Regions from separate parts of the Zea mays genome. Here regions 1, 2 and 3 are each linked to region 4. A link is a contact called in public Hi-C data. All regions are on one chromosome and are shown on one strand. Each heading gives the region's core, a stretch centred on a gene start, on an enhancer-like site or on the middle of the called end of the contact. The rest is flanking DNA. Distances are from core to core; before and after follow the strand shown.

What was found. A called contact is a pair of places that touch in the nucleus more often than the background predicts.
Region 1: a Hi-C map of ear shows a contact between it and region 4, with 2.8 times the contacts expected there. The contact joins the enhancer-like site here to the promoter of LOC100284255 in region 4. A contact is called at or near these places in 7 of 25 Hi-C or Micro-C datasets (ear, endosperm, leaf and 2 more).
Region 2: a Hi-C map of leaf shows a contact between it and region 4, with 4 times the contacts expected there. The contact joins the promoter of LOC103643484 here to the promoter of LOC100284255 in region 4. A contact is called at or near these places in 3 of 25 Hi-C or Micro-C datasets (ear, leaf and tassel).
Region 3: a contact with region 4 is called in a Hi-C map of ear, with 1.9 times the contacts expected there. The contact joins the enhancer-like site here to the promoter of LOC100284255 in region 4. A contact is called at or near these places in 2 of 25 Hi-C or Micro-C datasets (ear and leaf).

The regions. Positions count from the first base shown.
Region 1 is chr1:239,929,888-239,932,862 of Zm-B73-REFERENCE-NAM-5.0, forward strand. No RefSeq gene overlaps it. Among protein-coding and RNA genes, the nearest start is that of LOC100284181, 43 kb to the right of the region's middle. Within about 2 kb of position 1,609, at least 20 of the 20 cell types and tissues checked have an H3K27ac peak or open chromatin away from gene starts, as enhancers often do. A contact at or near this core is called in ear, endosperm, leaf and 2 more, where this site is marked.
Region 2 is chr1:239,543,351-239,546,650 of Zm-B73-REFERENCE-NAM-5.0, forward strand. LOC103643484 (WD repeat-containing protein WDS homolog) reads right to left here and starts at 1,987. Exons shown (of 4, transcript XM_008666674.4): 1 at 877-1,987. The coding sequence starts at 1,548.
Region 3 is chr1:239,860,658-239,863,871 of Zm-B73-REFERENCE-NAM-5.0, forward strand. No RefSeq gene overlaps it. Among protein-coding and RNA genes, the nearest start is that of LOC103643489, 6.2 kb to the right of the region's middle. Within about 2 kb of position 1,369, at least 11 of the 20 cell types and tissues checked have an H3K27ac peak or open chromatin away from gene starts, as enhancers often do. A contact at or near this core is called in ear, where this site is marked.
Region 4 is chr1:239,728,434-239,731,848 of Zm-B73-REFERENCE-NAM-5.0, forward strand. LOC100284255 (pre-mRNA-splicing factor 19) reads right to left here and starts at 1,294. Exons shown (of 19, transcript NM_001412987.1): 1 at 1,015-1,294; 2 at 830-915; 3 at 615-686. The coding sequence starts at 1,027. It also overlaps LOC103645370.

The DNA.
Region 1 (2,975 bases), core at 359-2,858, 200 kb after region 4:
TGAATCAATATTCAAAACCTATCTATATGATAATAAAAACCGTATCAAAGCACGTGTAACTAGCTAGTATTATATATGTGTATATTTTTTCAATCTCATAGATTAATAATTGATCATTGATTATTTTATATAGAGTTCAAAAGTCAGATTTTTTTTGTCCCAGACCCTTATCTTACCTCAGCACCAAGTGATTAAAAAGGCCAAGACAAGATATTTTTGGATAGAGTATTGTCAAATTTTCGAATGTGTCAAAGCGGTGGATTGTTATCACAATGTCTTTATTGCATGTCAAATATTACTTATTGTGTTTGTGACTGTTCTATCTGCCGGAAAAAGTTTTTTAAAACTAAATTATTGAAAAACTATTTGAGATGTACAATAAGATAAGAGGGGCCTCTGTATTAGGTTTAGGGATGGCAACGGATAAACTATCCGCGGATAGTGTCTCTGGACATTCATAGTCGTGACTTATATCCGATATCCAAACCCGTACCTGTTACCCGCTACGAATAAAAAATAGTATCCACATCCGTTACCCGCGGGTAACGAATATCCGCGGATATATCCGTTTGCCCACTACACATACAACATATTTAAATTCAGCAAATTCAAATATGATAACATATTTGTCCATCAAATTTAAATATAATAAAAACATACAACCATACATAATTTGTCCAGCTGAAAATCCTACAAGAATCTGGGTAAGGCATTGAATTAATAAAAGTAACTAGGATCAGGGTATTTCCAATCTGAAAAGCCTACAAGAATCTACAAAGACACTGGACCTGTTGGGCGAGCTGGCGATGTCCTGTGCAGTGCTCGACGTGGTCGCGTGGAGAAGATAGACCCCCTGCGCAGTGCTCGACGTGGAGAGTAAGGAAGGTCGCGGTCGCGAGTGGCTGACAGAGAATGGAGCTGCACGAGGACGATCGGTCTCCAGTGGCGTGTGCGAACAGTGAAGCCGCCGGCGGCGCGCGGATCTAAGCTATGACGGGGAGTGGGGACTGTTTGTCCGTAGTCCGCACACGCTGGGTCGTTGGCATGCACGAGGAGTGGGGACCGACGGGCGTCGGACTATGGTCGTGGTTGCCGCCTGGCTGGGTGGCGGCTGGCCGTCGAGGCCTCGAGGAGGGTGGGGGTGGGGACCGGGGTTGTGGGCTTGTGGCTAGATCTAGACGGGTTGCTGCCTTGCCTTGCTAGATTGGGGATCTAGGGAGCCTAGATGGTCAGGAGATGGGCGAGCCGCGACGGGACTTGGGCTGGCTGGTGGTCCGTGAAGTAGTTCCAAACTCCAGTGACCCCACGTGTCAAGTTACTTTAACAGATATTCGGTTAATCGGGTACGAATACTGATTTTTCGTACCCGTTTTAAAAATATCCACGGATATCAAATACTACTCGTATCCGTATCCACGGGTACAGGCTCATATTCAAAACCGTGTCCAACAGAGTTTTTATCTGGTACACAAATAAATCACATCATTACCATCCTAATTAGGTTTCGATCCGGCCCAGGCTGCAATCGTCGCCCCATAGGTCACATGCCCCTACTGTCTCGTGTGTGTTGCTGTGATTCCTCTGGCAGCTGTGTCTGTTCACTCTCTTGTCTAATCGTCTCGTCTCCCGGTCCCACCCATGACCCATCGTCGCCCATCTCCGTCACACAAGGCTTCCTTTTCCGGCCCGCCTCCTTGCTCGCCCAGTTCCCCTCACCGCCGTGGACGCGCGAACCAACACCCAAACCGTCTGTTCCCAACAGATAACACCCTCGGCTGCGGCAGCTGCAGCGCCCTCGCTGCCGGCGCAGGTCCGGCGAGGCGGCCAGCCAAGTTCTAGGCCTCCGCCTCCGGGGCCAACCCTAGCCACCACTCGCAACGCCAGAGGCGGGGGGCGCCATGCTGTTCCAAGTGGGAGGGCAGGGCGCGCGACCCACCTTCTTCGAGATGTCCGCCGCGCAGCAGCTGCCCGCCAGCCTCCGCGCCGCCCTCACCTATTCGCTCGGGGTAAAACCGCCCGCCTCCTTCCCTTGCTGTTGCTCGTCTCCGATTGGATCGATCGAGTCTCTGAGGTTGTATGCCTGGTTCGGGGGATTGTCTAATCGCGCGTGCCCCCGTTGGTATGGCTAGTAGGATGGTGCAGCTTGGGGCAGCGCATTGAAATGGTCTAGCTTGAGGACGATCAAATAGCTCGAGCACACTTTCTCGTTTGACTGTTTCCCCCCTCTTTTGGAGGGTTCTTTTCATCTTTTTGCACCTTCAGCACTAAGACAATTTGACATACAGTAGTTTATTAGCAGTTCGAAATGCAAAACTGAGCTGTCAATTGCTGAATATCTCTGTTTAGCTACCTTTGAGACCCAAAGTGGACTGGATCCTCAACATTCAACTGACATTGTGATGATGATGAGGGCTCGTTTTGACAGACTGTAGTAGCAAGAAAAATCTCATATAGAACTTGACATCTACTTCTTTCATTCTATGGCAGAAAGTGAAATATAAGAACTTTATGTGAAGTGGGGCATTAGATATGAACTTCTGTAGGGTTATGAACTGGTGATCCTAAGGGTAGTCTCGTTACGCTGACTCCAACGGAGCAGCCAAATGGCTAGGCAAAGAAAAAATAGCTGCCCTCGAGCTACTGTAGCACCACAAAGCTCCTTTCAATAGGACAGTTGAACGAGGCAGCCAAAATGACGGGCAAGAGAGAGAAAAGCCATACTTTCACTGTAACCAACAGTCATTTTCTTCCTCCGTGTCTGACTTCCAGAGACCCCAACCAAAGGTCCGAATGACTGTCAGATTTACCTGGCCCCTGTTGGAGTTAGCCTTAGTTGTGCGAATTGTACTAGTTTCCCAAATGATGGCTCATTTTAGAAATCCTACAATTTGTTGAACTAAAGAGGGGTGGTGAATATCTGGATACCCTTAGGGCCACCAATTCACATCCCTAAACTTCTGGTGAAGTACCTTAGT
Region 2 (3,300 bases), core at 737-3,236, 180 kb before region 4:
TACTTTTTTATGCTACTTCAAAAGTGTGTTAAGACTTAGACCACAACCAATTTCATTTAGCATTCAGCAATGGCTGCAATCCATGGATGGACTCTTATGACAATTTTCTAGTGGCTGAATTCAAGGGTATAACTATACACACGCTCATCAAAATCAAATATGCACAGTTCCTCCTGTGTATTATCTTTTCTCTACCGACAATAAATTTCATGTGAACTAAGTAGGGTGGGCAACTGGCATAGACAGTTCATACAGGAAGATGAAGCACGGGTTTAATAACAATGAGCACTGGTGCTTCAAAAGAAATTTCGAAATAAAGGTTTGAACTGTGCTGTTCTCTTTCACTTTATTCTTAAAGATTCTGAAATTATCCAAACCCTGCTTTACTGGATGAAAAATAATGTAAGGCGCTTTGAGAAGCATTTCCCAGCTGCATTGCACTTTAATGCTTTAAAATCAGATAGAGAGGGATGAATTTGCATACATTGCAAACATGGTACAGGAGAAATTTAATATTGCTGAGGTACTTTGAGAAGCATTTCCCAACTGCATTGCACTTTTATGCTTCCAAAATCAAATATAGATAGGGATCAATCTGCATACATTGCAAACATGGTATAGAAGAAATTTAAATCGCTGAAATGAATAGCCATACTGAATTGCTTATTAAACTAACTTGGAAGAAGACCAAATATCTAAAACTTTTAAGGAGTGCTGCTATATGTAGAAATGGGTTGTTCGTGAAATATTTCCCTATTGTAAATTGATGGCCTTGATATGTGAGTTCGGTAATTTCGTTCCGCATTCTTATACAACTGATAAGCTTGGACATTTGTCGAAACTGGGAAACAAGTCAACAATCTGTTTAACTCGCACCTGTGCACATTGGGAGGGGATATGCTCTTCATGGCACCTATGATCTTCAAACAGAGTGATCTCATCCGGCAAATTGTGATATATACAAGATTCTACTTGCTTGGTTACCGCACTCTCCACCAAATGCTCTAACCGCCCACTAGCCACATGGAACCATGGTGGCAACACCTCGACCAAATCCAAGAACACCGCAATCCTCCACCCAACCACGGCCTCCGGCGCAACGGCCCCCTCGCTGGAGACCATGGCGCGCGCCAGCAAGTGTACGCACCTCCTGTCGACGCCGAGCGGCGCAATCCGACGCCGTAGCACCTCCCTCGCCCGGCGCAGGCCAGCGTCACCGCGCATCCCCAGGAGCTCCAAGTAGTAGCCCCTCCACACCAGGAACTCCGCGACCGTGCGGTCCGCTTCGCCGACGCCGGCGACCGAGCGGACGATCTCCGCGGACGCGTCCCACTGACCGGCCATCACTTCCAGCAGCAGGCGGTCATGCTCCGGCGGGTACAGTGGCACGCCGGACTCCGCCTCGAGCGCGGCCGCCGCCCGCCTGTACCCGAGCGAGTAGAGCGACTGTGCCATGGCGCGCACCAGCTCCTCGCGGTCGACGGGGCAAAGACGGCGAGGGGCCGGGCCCTTGTCTGCGCGGGGGACAGAGCTCTCGGGGAGGTCCATGGCCGCGCCGGGGTTGCCAGCTTGAGGGATTTCGCACCCCTGCCGCCGGAACAAACCGAAGGAAAAAAATATCTGGGCTTCGGATGCAGAAAAATTCTATCTTTGGAGTGGTTTAGTGGATTTGAGAGGATAAAGACGGGATCAGAAGAACCGGAAAAAGAACAAGATTTGGGCCAGAACCAAAAATTCAGAGTGATACAGCAGCGCCAGACAACAGACAGATAGAATTTTAGGTGCGATAAAAAACTTGCCAGGTGTTATCAACGAAATTTTGGAAGAGATAGTGTGGAACCGATGATTGATTCTGCAGGGAGTCAGAGATGATCCGGGTCGAGCTGTCGGTTTCTTTTCTCTCAGAAACTGTGGGCATTGGAGGACGGAAGCAGAACGCTTGGTTGGAGGAGTGTGGTCATCCGATCACCGTTCCAGTGCGTTGGAGACATCTGTACCGTTGAGCTCGTGCGGGGATTGGATCTGAACCGCCGAATGTGAAGGTTGGGATACGGACGGTCACGTGGATTCAGTTTGGGATATGGACCTGGACCTGGAGTCGCAGCGAGACCACGCAGTCCGGCAGTTTGTTTCGTGCAACGAGATGTTTTAGATAAAGGATATTCTCTCCAATTTAAATTATTAAATATTGTATCTTTTTTAATTTATCTATACTATACTTAAAGCACCGGTTTCAACAGTGAGTGGGGTTCGAACTCATGCCCTGATAGAAGAAGGTCGGGAGACACTAGATAAAGCTGTCTAACCAGTAGAATATGATGCTCAAATGTTTTTAATATTGAATATAAATTATATATATGTATATACGTTTTTTTTGTAAAATAAAAAAATATATAATCGTGTCGTGCCGGGCCAGCACTACGGGCCGAGGCTACGGCCCAAGCACGACACGACGTTCTTGGCTCTTGCAAGCATTAGGTTGTTTCTGAGACCATATTGGCGCAATGGACTACATGGTGTTTGAGTTTGCTGAATTGGATGTAGGAACAATGATTTGTCATACTAACAGTAAATTAAAAGGTTATTTGTTGGTTTTAAACGTTAGTAATTGCTACAAAGTAGCATAATTTATATGGAGCACATCTAGTTTTTATTGATGCCTTACTTTAACAATCACTCCATATTTTGATCTATATTTTTTATGAGTTTGAGTTCATGTGACTTAGTTTAGAAACTTGAGCTCACAAACTTTCTCTTATTTGGTCTCTGTATGGTGGAATTATGTCATTTAAGTCGTTGTGAACTCTCTTCTAATCGCTCACTTCATTGGTCGTGTTGTACCAATACATATTGGATGGAGTAAACAATAGCATCAGTTAGCCAAATCAAAAAAGTATTATACGGAGAGGCAATAAAAAATCTTGAAATTTTTTTGGTGGATAGTATACATGGGTATTGGTATAAACCGTCGCAACGCACGGACAACCGACTAGTATCCTTTTAAGATACAATTATATATACACAATGTTTAAATATATAAATAAAATAATTTACGTAAAAACTAAAACGTCTTGTAATTTAACATGAAAAATAGTTAACATCGAGATATTTAACTTTTTTCGTCGGTACCAACTAGCTTTTACTACTAAAACTAGTCGGTTGCCCGTGCGTTGCGACGGCTCACAATAATACCCACATAAATTATTCATCAAAAAAATCTTAAGATTTTTTATTGATTGTCTCTGCTTTCCGCATAATTTTTTTGATTTGACTAACCGAGTCGACATCGTAGTAAAGAAA
Region 3 (3,214 bases), core at 119-2,618, 130 kb after region 4:
CTCGGACCGGACGGTTCGGTGTACACACAGATAGAAAATCCACAGCTTTCTCCAACGTTTATAACTAAGGGGATCTCTATATAAACCCCCTAGCTGGCCATTTAAAGGTGTGAGATCTCAAGCAACATACCAACACATGTGATACACATCTCCAAGTGCTCAAACACCCAAGTGCTTAGAATCACTCGATGATTAGCGTATATGCTTTGTGAAGTGCTTAGTTTAGTTAGACGCTATGTTTGTTCCTAGTTATTTGAGTGAGTTTAGAAAAATCTACAAAACCACTCGACTCTTGTGCGAGCCGTTGTAATTGTACCAAGTGAGTCGCCAGTCTTGCGAAACTGTATCAACCGTATTTGTGATACGACACCACTGTGTACCAGAGGGAACGAGGTCCGCGGCGATTCAACTGAAAGCTCGATAGTGGAGACGACGGAGAAAATCTGAGAGGAGCCGGAAGTGAATCACCACTTGCACATGGAAAAGGCATGTGACTCTCTACGGAGTTACATCATCAAGTAGGCCAGTTCTTCACCAAGGAATAGGATTAATAGCCTTATTCAGTCAGACAAATGCTCCAAGACAATCTAAATTAGCAACATACAAAAGGGTACATATTGGTTGGTGATAGCAGTTAAGCACCGACGTCCTTATTTATGGGGACATACTTTCATAATTAGGTCTGACCATTATAGCCTCAAATATATCCTTGACCAATGGCTCGCAACAATACCACATCACCAATGGGTAAGCAAGCTTCTAGGATATGACTTCAAAGTTTAATTTAAACTAGGAAAACAGAACACCGTGGTCAATGCTCTATCTAGTCAAGATCCAATAGAACCATCACTACTAGCAATCTCAAAAATCAACTTCCCAATTTATGATAAACTAAGAGATGAAATATTGGAGTCTCACACTCAAGGCAAACCGGTGACAACCAACCTTAGTGGCGCCACACAAATATTTGGAGCTTCACGAGTGACCTCATAGTCTGCAAAAAAAAAAAAAAAAAAAAAAAACGAGTACAGTGTTCCAATCAAAAAACGAGTGGCCGGCGGCATGTGCAAGGCGCGAAGGGGTTTAGGGTTTAAATCACTGTTCCAATCAAAATATTTCTCAATTTTTTATAATCCCCTCCAATCCCTGTAGGTACGACCGCCGTCGTCAAATCCTCTGATGATGGCAACTCTTCACGAGGGCTTGGAGGTACCAGGACCTGAGCTGATTGCGCGGCCATGGGGTGAGATACCATGAATGATCCATGAGACATAGTAGCTAGGAGACGCCCAAGCATCTAGCTCGATGTCTCCGCACATGCATGCATGCATGGCAGGGCACCCGTGCGTAGCGGCAGGAGCAGGACGGGACTTACAAGACAGGAAACCGCCGACGACCTTATCGGCAGCAGTAGCACGGACAGGAAGCAGCTCAGGTGAGTAGGCGCCGCCGTGTCTCGGTTGCCTTGGCCGTCGCTAAAGCAAGCCTACCACCAGCAAACGCACATGCTTCTCTGTTGTTGGTTGTCGTAGACGGTTATCTTTTTTGGACTGCACACGACCTGCCGCTTTCAAAACATGCATGCATGAAGCTGGATTTTGCTTGGACCTTTAGGTGTTGTATCGAGATCACCGTAGTGTGGATGCCTCGTCACCATGTACTACGTGAGGGCGTGCTAGTGGGTCCGAGTGCCGGCGCCCATCGATCTTTGCATATCGGAATGATACTCCCACCGGCCACCATATCCCACAGGCCACAGCTTATAAAAGCTGCGGCATGGGAGGTTTCGTTTTGCAGAACATCTTTAGACGAAGCCACAGCGCTCTGCAGCACACAGATAATATACTCCTCCATCCAGCTCGGAGCAAAGAGAGCAGCTATAGTCTTCGTGACAATAACCAACCGACTGAGCGATCATGGCGTCTCTGCTCGGTCTGTACACCAGCGGCAGCGCCCGGGGCAGGAGGGTCCACGCCGCCAGGAGCAGTGGCCGCCGCCAGTCGGCTGCGCCGTTGAAGCAGCTGCTGTCGAGGTTGAGGTGCTCCTGGAGGAGACGCGCGGCGCGGCCGAGGCGCGGCGCGGTCAGGTTCGGGTATGACCTGCATAGCTACTCGCAGAACTTCGACGATGGCGATGCCTAGTCAGCCCGGCGGCCAGGACTAGCTTCTTCAGTACGTGTAGCTAGCTAGCTAGGAGTCTAGGACCTGCAGGATCCTCCTTCATCAGTACGTGTAACTAGCTATGGCCAGGATATTAGTGTGGCTTTAATTAGTGCTTTGTCCTGATCACTGAGATTTCAGTCCAGTGTTAATTTCCGGTGATCGATTATCTGCTCTCTAGCTGGTTCATCCAGTTATTGTATAAAGAAATTACTTCATCTTATAATTAAGTTTGCACAGGCAAGCAATTCTATGCTTGCCATATATAGATCAACGATTTGGTCAGCTGTTGGAATGGATGGCTTCGTTGATTTTCCAGCTGCTCGATCGATCTGCGTGTTGACAGATTTATAGATCGAGGAGCTAGCTAGGCCGGCACACACTGGCCTGCTGTATGTGTATGTTTGATTGCAAACAGGTATAGTGTGTGCGTCCTGCCCACATGCTGTATTTTGTAACGATAAAAATACGCTAAATATATACATGTACTAACCGTGATTGTGTATGTTGTACTTACATAAGACAGAGTAAATAGATTGGTTTTAGAGAATTCTAAACGGATTGTATAGAGCAGAGAATCTGTGATGACAGCGTCAATTAGAATAAGTGCACACATTGTGATATATATGAAGTTGTATGTATGTATGTACCCCAAACGTACTGAGGGAAGGAGGAAAAGTCTAAATAAAAGTTTTAGAATAGAAAAAAATGCAGTGAAGTGTGCAACATTGTATACCGAATTGTGTATGAAACAATGGCTCATGTTTTCATGGTTTACCTTACCTGTAGCAGAAAAAAACTGGATCTCACCTAGAAACGAGTTCCTCGGATTTCTCGATTTTCGGTTTTCTCAAAAAAAATCGGACATAATTTAGAATGAACAACTCTGTTTAATCAGAAAAAACATATAGATCATTTCTAAACCACCTAATGTCACTGTGTACATGTAACCATTCTATAAATGGCAAAATGAATCACAAATTGACTATGAATATATATCCATAGAGAACATAGAATAATGAGACAGTCCAAATAAACCAAATATTACATAAATA
Region 4 (3,415 bases), core at 44-2,543:
CCATCTTCCGCTCCCTCCCCCACTCACGCTCGACACGCAGGCTCAGGTGCGTGTCGGTGGCTCCCATCCCGCCAGTAGCCTCGCCTCCAGTCCTCCGCACACCGGTCGGCGACCTTTCATGGGTGCCTCCCGCTCTCCTCTCCCCTCTAGTGAACTGTTAACAGCGCCGAGCCCCAGCGGCTGCGCTGCGCGCAGCCGGCGGACAGCGGGAGCCAGTATCCATTGCTCCACTAAGGCAGCTGCACTGCTTTGGGAGCGCTTATGCCCTGGTAAATCCCCTCCTAAACCCTACCATTTGGCCAAGGTGCCACCCCATAGATGCCCCGTGGACACCTTGGAGATGCCCTGCTGCTAAGGCGACGCCTTACGCGTCCAAGCAAGGCGATCGGGATGCCTTGCAGGCCAGGCGCGCCTTACCGCTTAAGCGACGCCTTAACAACTATGAGAGCAACCATACAAGACATAATTTCGCTACCGATGTTCATCGCCTACCTCACTTAGTATCAAGAGCAACGTTGTGAAACACATATTGCCTACTGATACTCTAAAGCCCATACCACATGCTACTGGAAACTTTGACTCAACATATTGATAGCATACCAGAGAAACCATACCTTGTTGGTATTGACCGGCACGATATCATCCATAGTAAGCTCATCCTTGGTGATGGGGCACTTGCCATGGTCCTGCAATGTTGTGGGCATCGCCATCACGACATGAATTTAGCATAAACATTGGGCATCGCCACCATGACATGAATTTAGCACAAACATTTTTCCCAATCCCAATAAAAAAATTGCAGCGCGAGATCTGAGGCCAAGCTACGGACCTCAATGTAGCGCTCGATGAGCCGCCGCTCGAAGAGAAGCCCCGACTTCTTCGACACCACCGGCTCGTCCGGCACCTCACCGGAGACTACAGGGAAGCGACACGGGACGAGTTAGCTCACGAAACGACGGATCAGAGAAGCTAGGGTTAGTAGACAGACATGCGAGGGAGGGAGAGGGGCATTACTCGCGCAGATCATGGCGGCGGCGAGGGCGAAGGTCGCGGCGCGGGAGAGACAGCGCGGCTCCTCGAGCAGCCTCCCCGACGGCGAGCTCCTGGGCGGATGTGGTGGCGGGACGGGAGCAGGCGACGGCGGCGCAGAGCGAAGGTTTTGCCGCTAGGGTTTTAATTCGAGTGGAGTGGGAAATTTTGTCATCCTGGCATCTTTTTCGTTTTAGCCCTCTTCAAGTCTTCATTGGCGCCGGTGCTTCGATGGCGGTCTCGACTCTCGACTTGCAGAAAATTGGAAGCATGCCCCCTCGATAGTTTCGCGGTGCCAGCAGGTGTGGGCTTGGAGATGAGCTGTAAGGTCAGCCTAACTCTTTGGTGAACAACTACTAGTGGCTCGTTAAACACTCTAAGGCCTATGTAACTCCTTGAATGGGACTACCTGCACTTTACGGCCCATGTAACTCCTTGAATTGGACTAACAGATAGGGTGGTAATAGATCACGATCTAAATAATTCTTCACAAAATAGTAAGGTTCTAAATAAATTTTAGCTCTAAATAAATATAAATAAGATCCGATTCTAATCCGATTTGATCATTAAATCTTATAGTATAAAATTTAGAGCTTATTATCACATCTACTGTCGGGACGTTAGATCCCGCGGCAACTCAACTCCGATTTCGCTCGTAAAAAAATAAAGTCGAGCTAAACAGTCTATTATCTCTACTAACTATTAAGAACCTATTGTAGACTGCCCCCGCCTCTACGCCCGCCTACCTACGCCCGCCCGCCATCCTGCCCGCATGCCGCAATCCTGCCGCCGCCGCCGCCGCGAACCGCCCGCCCGCATGCCATACGCCCATCCGCCGCCCGCCTACCTACGCCCACCCGCCATCCAGCCCGCATGCCGCAATCCCGCTGTGGCCGCTGCGAACCGCCCGCACGCCCTACGCCCATCCGCCTGCCCGCACGACGCAAACCCCGCCGCGACCATGGCGAACCGCCCTATAGCTCGCCCTACCGCCCGGTTGGGCCAGTCGGCGTGTCAATCTTCGAGATCCACAGGGACGCAGGACGCTGCCGATGGCGAAGCCGAGGAAAACCTGCACCTCGGCTCCAGATCCGCCCGTAGCCGACGTTCGGCTTCCGGGGTGTGTTGTGGTGGGGACAGCGGCGACGGGGTGGCCGGGTCGGGGTCAGGGGTGATGGTGCGGGCAGGACGGTGGTACAGACGGGGTGGACATCGGCGGCGGGCTTCTCTTCTTGTGGACTTACCGCCGCCTTGACCGCGACTTGAATTGCTGGTTCGGTGTCTGATGTGGGCTCATCTGCTTGTTGCAATCCGCTTTCCCCCGATTGATTCTTACGATTTCCATGTAGTTTTGTGTTATCTTCTCTCTCTCTTTTGGGAAAAAAAGGGGTTTCAATTCTGTTGGGCATCGACTCACCGGGTTTTGAGGTTTTTCGTGGGAGGTTTGATCCTCGGTCGATCCGGTCTGTGGCAGGCTTTCATCAAATGTTGCAAAATCCGCTCGCAACTGTAATCGCAGCGCTATTGTCAGCCACAAACAGTCCTTTTCTTGGTTGTACCGCGCTTTCCCCACTGATGCATCTATTCGATCTAACCGGCCTTCGCTTCACCTTGGGCTGCCGCAGATCAGCGACCATGGGAACTGGCAGCGGAGCTGCTCCAGGCGCTCCTCCCCGCGTCGTCGGAGGGCCTGGTGCGGGTCACGCTGAAGAAACAGCCCGTCGGAGGGCCCAAGGAGAGGTAACGCCTCCTCCTCCGCGGCGCCAACGCCCTGGGCTCAGGCGGCGACGACGACTCCGACGTCATCGCGCTCAAGAACTACATGAACGCGCAATACTTTGGGGAGATCGGCATCGGCTCGCCGCAGCAGAAGTTCACCGTCATCTTCGACACCGGCAGTTCCAACCTCTGGGTGCCGTCCTCCAAGTGCTACTTCTCGGTGCGTCCTGGTTCCTCCCCTAGCCTGGCCGAGGTTTTCCTTTTTCAGGACTTGGATGTGTTTTGTGCTAAGACTAGAGTGTGCTTTTGTGCTGATGTGATGCAGATCGCTTGCTACTTCCACTCGCGCTACAAGTCAGGGCAGTCAAGCACTTACAAGAAGAACGGCTTGACTCTTCCTTTCTTGTCTTGTTACTGTATTGTTTTCCCGATTTGCTCGTTGTGGACTAAGATTTGCATCACTTTCGTCATACGTTTGTATTTCCCAGCTGGATTTTGATTGTTAGGTACGCAGTACTGCACATCCTCCTTGATGTGACGTCGACGGGATCTCATCTATCTTCCCGTCATTAGAAGGCGCTACAACAGTCCATGTGTTATCAGGGGAAATGTGAAAGAGACTGTCATTTGAAGTTGGGATATGTCGTTTCAGCAATGTACAGATTTT